2 separate regions of the Mus musculus genome follow, and region 2 is linked to region 1. The links are chromatin contacts, called in public HiChIP or PLAC-seq maps. All regions are on one chromosome and are shown on one strand. Each heading gives the region's core, a stretch centred on a gene start, on an enhancer-like site or on the middle of the called end of the contact. The rest is flanking DNA. Distances are from core to core; before and after follow the strand shown. Region 1 overlaps Rb1 (RB transcriptional corepressor 1). Region 2 holds the start of Lpar6 (lysophosphatidic acid receptor 6).

Region 1 (3,731 bases), core at 672-3,171:
TTTCTGTGATAGCTAGAACCCAGGTTGCTAGGTATGTGGAGCAGTTGCCTATATTTGCTAAGCCATCTCACCAGCCCTTTTTTATTGTTGTTTTGTTTTATATTTATTTTATCTATGTGGGGCCATGCATGCTACTGTGAATGTGTGTGGTTAGAGCACAACTTGCTGGAGTCACTCTCTCCTGCCATGAGTTTGAGGGACTAAACCCAAGTTACCAGGCTTGGCCACAAGTGCTTTTACCTGCTGAGCCATCTTACTGGTCTTTTAAGTTTTATTTATTGGCCTAAGTTTGTATCAAATGTAACTTAAATTAGAATGAAGTTACATTTGTTGATTTATGAGGAACTAAGTAAAGATAATCTTAAGTTTTTCTAAAAATCCTCTTTAAATGTGGACCATGGCAGAATTATGCTCTGCAAACACAGAGTTCTTGTTGCAAATCTAAGAGCTAGGGTGTAGCTTAGTAGTAGAATGCATCACTAGCATATTGAGGCTTTCAGCACCAAAACAAACAACAAACAAACAAACAAACAACCTCTTCCTGGTTATGTCTTAATCATACTAGCATTGGCCCAACAACCCCCTGATGGGTATCAGGTGTTGGTGGTTGCAGGGGCAGGGAGCCTTTGATATGTGGTGGCTGAGAGTGTGCACCTATGTTCATCTCGGCATGTCTGCACGGTCTGTGTCTAGTTCTCACAACTAACTCACATTTTATCTTAACTTGACAGAATCTTGGTCTCAATTGGTGAATCATTTGGGGTGAGTATTTTTTTATGAACAGTGGTGTCATGGAATGTTATATAAAATATACCGGACAGTATGATGCAAGAGCTATGTGCCCCTGTATCATCCTTTATTTAGTGTTCTGTTGTTAAACATCTTGTGTGGACATCAGTGACTTATATTGCAACTAAAAAAGAAATAGAAGATTTTCATAATTTGAGATTAAAGGCACTGTTGCCTAGATAGGTCCTTTAGGCTGTCTCAGGTTATTTTCAAATCAGGTTTAACTTTGAATAATATTCATAATTGGGAAACTTGCAAGTTTTTTCTAAACATTTCTCTGAGATTATGTAATATACATGTAAATAGTCATTTGTATACACACATAAAGTGTTTTTATGTTCCCAGTACTCCCAAAGTGAAACATAAATTCTCCAACTGTATGCATAGCTGCTGTCATCCAGTTCAGTCTGACAGATTACCCAGCAGTCTTTGGATCCCACTGGCTCCAGGGCTCAGGTCATTAACTTCGCCCAGGTCGTAAGTGGCAAGTTCCTGGGTTGCACTAATTTTCTAACCAAACTGGCCAACAGTCAGGGAATCCCTGTAATATCTTTCTTTTCCAGTTTGACCATTTGCTAGAATACTCATAAAACTTTGGAAAATAGTTTACTGACCATAGCAGTTTATTACAAAAGATACAGATGAGCAGCCGGATGAAGAGACACATAGGGTGATGTCCACTGGGGCTTCTGGCCCGCTCCTGTGGAGTCCGCATCTCCAGAGCTCTCCTAAGCCTAATGCTAAAGGATTGGATTTTGTACAAATAGTTGATTAACTAAATGTCTACCCACTTTCCCTACTCTGAAGGTTAGGAACCGTGGTTGAAAATTCCCAGCTTCTAACCAGGGCTTGTCTTTCTGACTCCATACTGATACTAAGGGCCTATCAGGAGTCTCTTTATTAGAACAAAAGATGGCCCTATCTTCCTTATCACTTGGGAAGTTCCAAGGGTTTTAGGAGCAGGAATAGAAGACAAAGACCTCATATCTTTCTATGTGGTAACATGTATGTGTACAATCTCATAGAAATGTTTACAGAAGTTTGAAGTGAGGTCCTCTGAAATGAAGCACAATAGCCTCTGCAGCATGACTCTGGCACTGGCCTCCTCCCACACCCCCGCGCTCTAACACTCCTTCCTGTACTTACTCACCCCACCTCCCACTGCCTTCTGCTCCCTCTCGGTGCTAGTCTTTCTCTGATCAATAAGGACCTGAGGTAAATGTGCTTGCTGCATAAGCCCAGGGGCCTGAGTTTGACCCCAAGAATCCACATGAAAGGTGGCAGGAGAAAACTGACTCCTAAAGTTTGTCCTCTGCTGTTGGCATGTGCACCACAGTACACATACTGTTATATTCACACACAGCGTGCACACATATATAACAACAATAAATACAATTTTTTAAATAATTGGTTTCATGATGAACCAAGCACAGTGGTTTATAATCTCAGAAGACTGAGGTAGAAGGATCAAGAATTTGTGACTACTTGGAAATGAAAAATCAGTTCTCTCTAATAGTCTCTCTGAGGATACAAACTATACTTTCAGGGCAGGTCCTGTACCCAGCAGTAGATAATTTACACAAAACAAACTCAGTGGCAACTTTGGAAGTTCCTTTTTGTCTCCTAGGGCTGTTTTTCTTTGTGTGTGTTACAGCTTTCAGTTTGTGTGTTGAGGGATTCTTGCGTGTACCAACCCGTGCCCTGCATCCATATGCCCACCTCATGCTTTTTCTTTGGCCCTTTTTCTTCTGTGTATTTGTTTTGTCATATTTTAGTTGTTTTATTTTATTTATTATTATTCTTTAGATGCCTGTTTGTTTTCTAACAAAAGACAGAAGGGGTATAAATTCCAGTGGGAGAGAAAAATGGAGGGAAACTCAGTGGGAGAGGGGAAACTGATCAAAATATATTGTATGAACAACATCTAGTTTCAAAAAGAGAAAAAAATAAAAAAGAGTTTGTGGCAAACCTGAGCTACATGGTGATTTGTAGGCCCGCATGGGCTATATAGCATTAATGTTGTTTTAGGTGAAAACAAAAGAGGGAAAGAAAAGGGAAACAGAGGAAGAGAGGAGAAAGAGAGGGAACAGCTGTGTGCACACCCTAGAGCACTGGCTAGTTCTGAGCCCTCCTAACACCGAGGCCCTTTCCTGGTGTGCTGGCCCCAACCAGAACCTTAGTTTTGTTGCTACATCATACTGTAATTTTGATATTGTTATGAATTATAACAAATAATTTTGGAGATAGAGTTTTGCCAAAGGGGTCTTGACCCACAGGTTAAAAAGCACTGCTCTAGCGGTTGGTTGGAGTTTATATGCTAAATAAAATGTAAAAGTTCATTTTACAAATCCTCAGTGCTGTGACAGCTGATTGAAGACGGGCTGTAGCTGCTGGGCTTTACAAAGGAGCTGTGGGACCATTCGTTTACACCTCACGCAAGGCAGCTCACACAGGTCATCACACTTTTGCTTACTGCAGCCTGTGAAACAATGGAGACACTATTCATCCGCATAGTAATAAGGCCCTGGGACTTAGCTTCTGCCATGTTGAATATGTACTCTACATATATTTTCATTAAATTAAGCTGATCCTATCTAATGCACCAATCAGTTCATGTTTAAGTTCTATCTGAAAGTCTAACTTCATTTGTTGGCTTAACTAACATGTAATACACATGCCTGAGACAGTCATGAAATGGAAGCTAAGAGACAGACTGTTTCCACATACTTATCTACTGGGTGAGATTGGGTGGTGTGCCTGTTCTGGCATGTCTTACCAAGGTCACATGTCTAGTAATATTGCCTGGACTAAAATTGTGAAGTCTTTGAATATTTAAGTTAAAAACCTTTATAAATTAGCAACATTTCAACAATGCCATCCATGATGAGTGATGGTTAGTGATATATCAACATCCCATGACTCAATCCACCTCAGGGAGTATA
Region 2 (3,731 bases), core at 404-2,903, 36 kb before region 1:
TGGAGTCACTTCTTCTAACCGACCAGTTTTTCATTTTTATTGAGTTCTGAATTGTGTCTGAGGTGAAGTAGTAAACAATAGGGTCAAAGCAGCAGTTGGAAACAGCGATGCAGAGAGTGATCGGGTACATGGTCCTCACTGCCGCCACCACAGAGCAGTTAACAAAGGTCTGTGTCCTCATGAGCGAGTACAAAATGAGGTTGATGTTGTAGGGCACAAAACAGAAACAGAAGATGACCAAGTGGACAAAAATCATTTTTAAAACCTTAGTTTTGTTCATTTTGCTTCTACTTAATGTAACAGGTTTATTTAAAGTTCTTAGCACCATACTAGAACAAGTTACGTTCAAAATGAGAGGGATAAAAAAGCCCACTATTTCAATGAAAATCACAATCCTGGAGAGATAAGTTTTCCATGTGGCCGCTGGAAAGTTCTCAAAGCAGGCTTCTGAGGTATTGTTCCCCTGAGAGTGGGTCGACTGAAAGAAAACTGCAGGCGCACTTCCTCCCATCACTGTGAACCACACAGCAATGCAAACGATCTTTGCATTTCGTTTCGTTCTTAAAGTCTTTGACTTAAATGGGTAGACAATTGCCAGAAATCGATCTACACTGATACAGGTTAAGAACAGAATGCTTCCATACATATTGGTGTAAAACAGCATTACTGAAATCTTACAGAGTAGATCTCCAAATGGCCAATTCCGTGTTGCAAAGTAAAAAATCCGAAATGGCAAAGTAAAGACGAAAAGTAAATCTGACATTGCCAGGTTAATCATGTACGTTGTAGTTTCATTTCTCACTTTGAGGGCACAGATGAAAATGTATATCGCAACACAGTTGGATATCAGCCCAAGCACGAAGACCATGCTGAACATGCACCCGTACAGAGTGTACTTAAAGGAGTCGTCATAAGGGCACTGGGAGCCATTGGAGCTTACCATTGTCAGGCAGTGCAGCTTACAGGAGGCCTTTTGTCCGCAGCGCTTGATCGATCGCCTTTGCTATTCAGATGTGGTCACAGCAGCAGCCAGTTTATTTGCAAAGTATTTGTTTCTTTTCCTGTTCTTACAAATACTTTCTTCTCTTAACTCTTCAAAGGAAACATGAAATGTGTTCCGTAAAAGTTTCTAGTAGATTATTCAGGAAAATAGTCTGATTTTCTGGTCGAGAAAATCCATGAGTCTGGAGTTTAGTTAACTGACAGAAAATGCAGTCAAGGAAGCCAACCCATAAAGCTGAAAGTGTAAGGAAAAACTGTTCCAAGTCGGACCAGACCAGTCCGCGTGGAAACTTGTGCTTCAGCCGCCAGGGTCCAAACCAGCTTTACTTCAGTCACAAACACTCGCCGTGCGTCCGTCCGCCCGTCGTCCTCGGGTACTTCTTCCTTCTTTTTATTCTCAAACTTTGTATTTCTACATTGATTCCGGACGGCGATAGGCAGTCGTTTAAGGGATCCCAGATAAATTCCTAAGCATGTTCGCGCTTGCTGAATGGAGAGGCCTTTCGGAGGTTGCCAGCTGTATTGTGAGATGGGCTGTCTCTGAAGTGAGCAAGAAAGCCTTCCCAGATTTGTAATATGACATCACAGGAAGAAGAGGCTGGGTTTGGACAAAGGAAGGCTTCAACCCAGTTGTTTGCAGTTCCTTTAATCTGATAATGTGTCTGCTGGGAATGTACCTAGGAGGCTTGCAAATGGTCACTGGCTGCCCAGCTGAGTTGGGTGTTAACTCTTTTTATGCCAAAATGCTTTCCGGGGATTCTGACAACTTCTCCAAAGTGGTTTGATTTGCTTTAGTTAGTAATAAGTAAGAGAAAGAAAGAAACATAAGGTAGATTCTTTCTCTTCTATTGCTCTTGTAGTTGGGATATTGCCTTCTTTAAAGAAATAAAATGCAGATGGGTGTATATATGTTTATAAATTGAAATGTAGGCGATATGAGTGGCACATTAAAGAACTGTTTGTGCCTGAAGGCAGAACCTTAAGAGTTTATATAAAGCCTTTGACTGAGGCAGGCAGTCCTGCTTCTCTTAGTATCTGGTGTTTTTTAATTGCTCTCCAGCATTTAACTTAATTGGCATGATTGTGAGTAGCTTTAATCCTGGATCTCTTTAGTTTTTGATAAATAATGTTCTAACATTTTTCTTTGAAACTAATTTTCTAGAGCTAGTTCAATTTTAATACACCAAAGACTACATTAAGTATGCCCCCCCCCCGGAGGATTATAACTCAGTAGTGAGAATAGTACTCCAAAACTTTTACTTTTAGTACAGTGTCAGTCTTTTGCCCACAACTTAATATAAGCATAGTGGGAAAGTGTGCTTTGTAAAACGGGCTCCCCCCTTCTGAGTTAATTGAAATAACTTACAGCAGAGAATCTCAGTTCTACTGTTTGTCTAAATGTAGTTTCCATGATTTTATTCTCCTTTCCTCCGTCTCTCCCTTCAGTTTCTTTTACATGTTGGCTGTGTGTTGGGGTATATTCCAGATCTACTTTCATCTCTAAATTTGAAGCTGAAACCCTTCATTTGGGGTCAGTGAAGGCATTTCAGAGCAAGTTTCTCTATAGACACCTTAGTTTACATATTAAGATGTATACTTAAGAGCATGTATCATGTGTTCTATACCTTTTAAATTTGATTACTTTTGATGGTGAATTATAATCTTTTTATTGTTTTGATTAGGAAGTCATCTATGATCAAATAATACAGTCTTATAGGCGGTAAAGATTGAGGGTCTGAACTTCTTTGCTTTGGTTTTGGTGTGGAAAACAGATGCAAATGTGTTCCTATTGGAAGATGGGAACTTTGAGTGCAGTAATGAAAAAAGGGACACTTAATAACATTTTCTTCTCCATGAAGAAACTTTTCTGTTAATAGTTATTTTAGGAAAAATATAAAATTTGAGTGATCCACTTTTAAGTTTCCTTATTGTCATTTTAAAAAACGATTTATTATGTATACAGTGTTTTGCTTGCATGTACACCTACAGTTCAGAAGAGGGCACCAGATCTCACTATAGATGGTTATGAGCACCATGTGGTTGCTGGGAACTGAACTCAGGACCTTAGGAAAAACAGCCAATGTGCTTAACCTCTGAGCTATCTTGCCAGCCCCCTTATTGTCATTTTTACAAATTATAATCGTTTTATGTCCTGGTACTGTCCATGTTTACTTTCATTGTGAAAACATGCATGAATGTGATATACATGCATATATGCAGGCCAGCACTTATACACATAAAAATAAATAGGTCTTTAAAATAAATAAGTAAAATATACTGTCAGCTGATTTTTAGGATGTTGTGATATGTAGATTATACCTTAGTGAAAAAGAGTTGTAGAGGAAAGTCTGTCTAAAAGGGTTACTAATTTGCTGGGCGTGGTAGTACATGCCTTTAATCCTTATACCTAGGTGGGCATGCTGGAAAGATGTCTTAGCATTTTGGAGTACTTCCTGTTCTTTCAAAGGGCCCAGGTTTGATTGTCAGCACCCAATGGCAGCTCAGTCCTGTCTGTAACTCCAGTCCCAGGATATCCAGTACCCACGTCTGACTCTGCAGGCACTGCGTGCACTCAGTGCACAGACATACAAGAAGGCAAAACACTCATACACAGGGGGGAAAAAAACTTACAAAAGGTTTTTACTTTAAGATTTGCAGGTTGGAACAGTGTTGGAGCTCCATGTAGGAGGCCCTGTGCTCAGACTCCAGCATCCCAGCAAGTGATTAAG

The links. HiChIP or PLAC-seq counts read pairs in DNA pulled down with a chosen protein or histone mark.
Region 2: a contact with region 1 is called in an H3K4me3 HiChIP or PLAC-seq map of the SCID.adh cell line, with 30 read pairs. The contact joins the promoter of Lpar6 here to the enhancer-like site in region 1. A contact is called at or near these places in 3 of 39 promoter capture datasets (3T3-L1-derived adipocytes, macrophages and stem cell-derived epiblast-like cells), 2 of 15 datasets of contacts at CTCF or cohesin (CD8 T cells and the NIH/3T3 cell line), 7 of 484 Hi-C or Micro-C datasets (brown adipocytes, embryonic ectoderm, forebrain and 2 more), 13 of 115 datasets of contacts at active chromatin or transcription factors (CD8 T cells, the HPC-7 cell line, the SCID.adh cell line and 9 more) and 4 of 9 other capture datasets (adipose tissue, embryonic tail, liver and 1 more).

Annotation. Positions count from the first base shown.
Region 1 is chr14:73,199,856-73,203,586 of GRCm38.p6, reverse strand. It overlaps Rb1 (RB transcriptional corepressor 1), which reads left to right. Exons shown (of 27, transcript NM_009029.3): 24 at 732-762. Among named protein-coding and RNA genes, the nearest start is that of Mir687, 5.1 kb to the left of the region's middle. Within about 2 kb of position 1,921, at least 8 of the 459 cell types and tissues checked have an H3K27ac peak or open chromatin away from gene starts, as enhancers often do. A contact at or near this core is called in the SCID.adh cell line and extraembryonic endoderm stem cells, where this site is marked.
Region 2 is chr14:73,235,813-73,239,543 of GRCm38.p6, reverse strand. It overlaps Lpar6 (lysophosphatidic acid receptor 6), which reads right to left and starts at 1,653. Exons shown (of 1, transcript NM_175116.4): 1 at 1-1,653. The coding sequence starts at 943. The region is part of intron 17 of Rb1 (RB transcriptional corepressor 1); the gene reads left to right. RefSeq lists an enhancer at 3,218-3,731.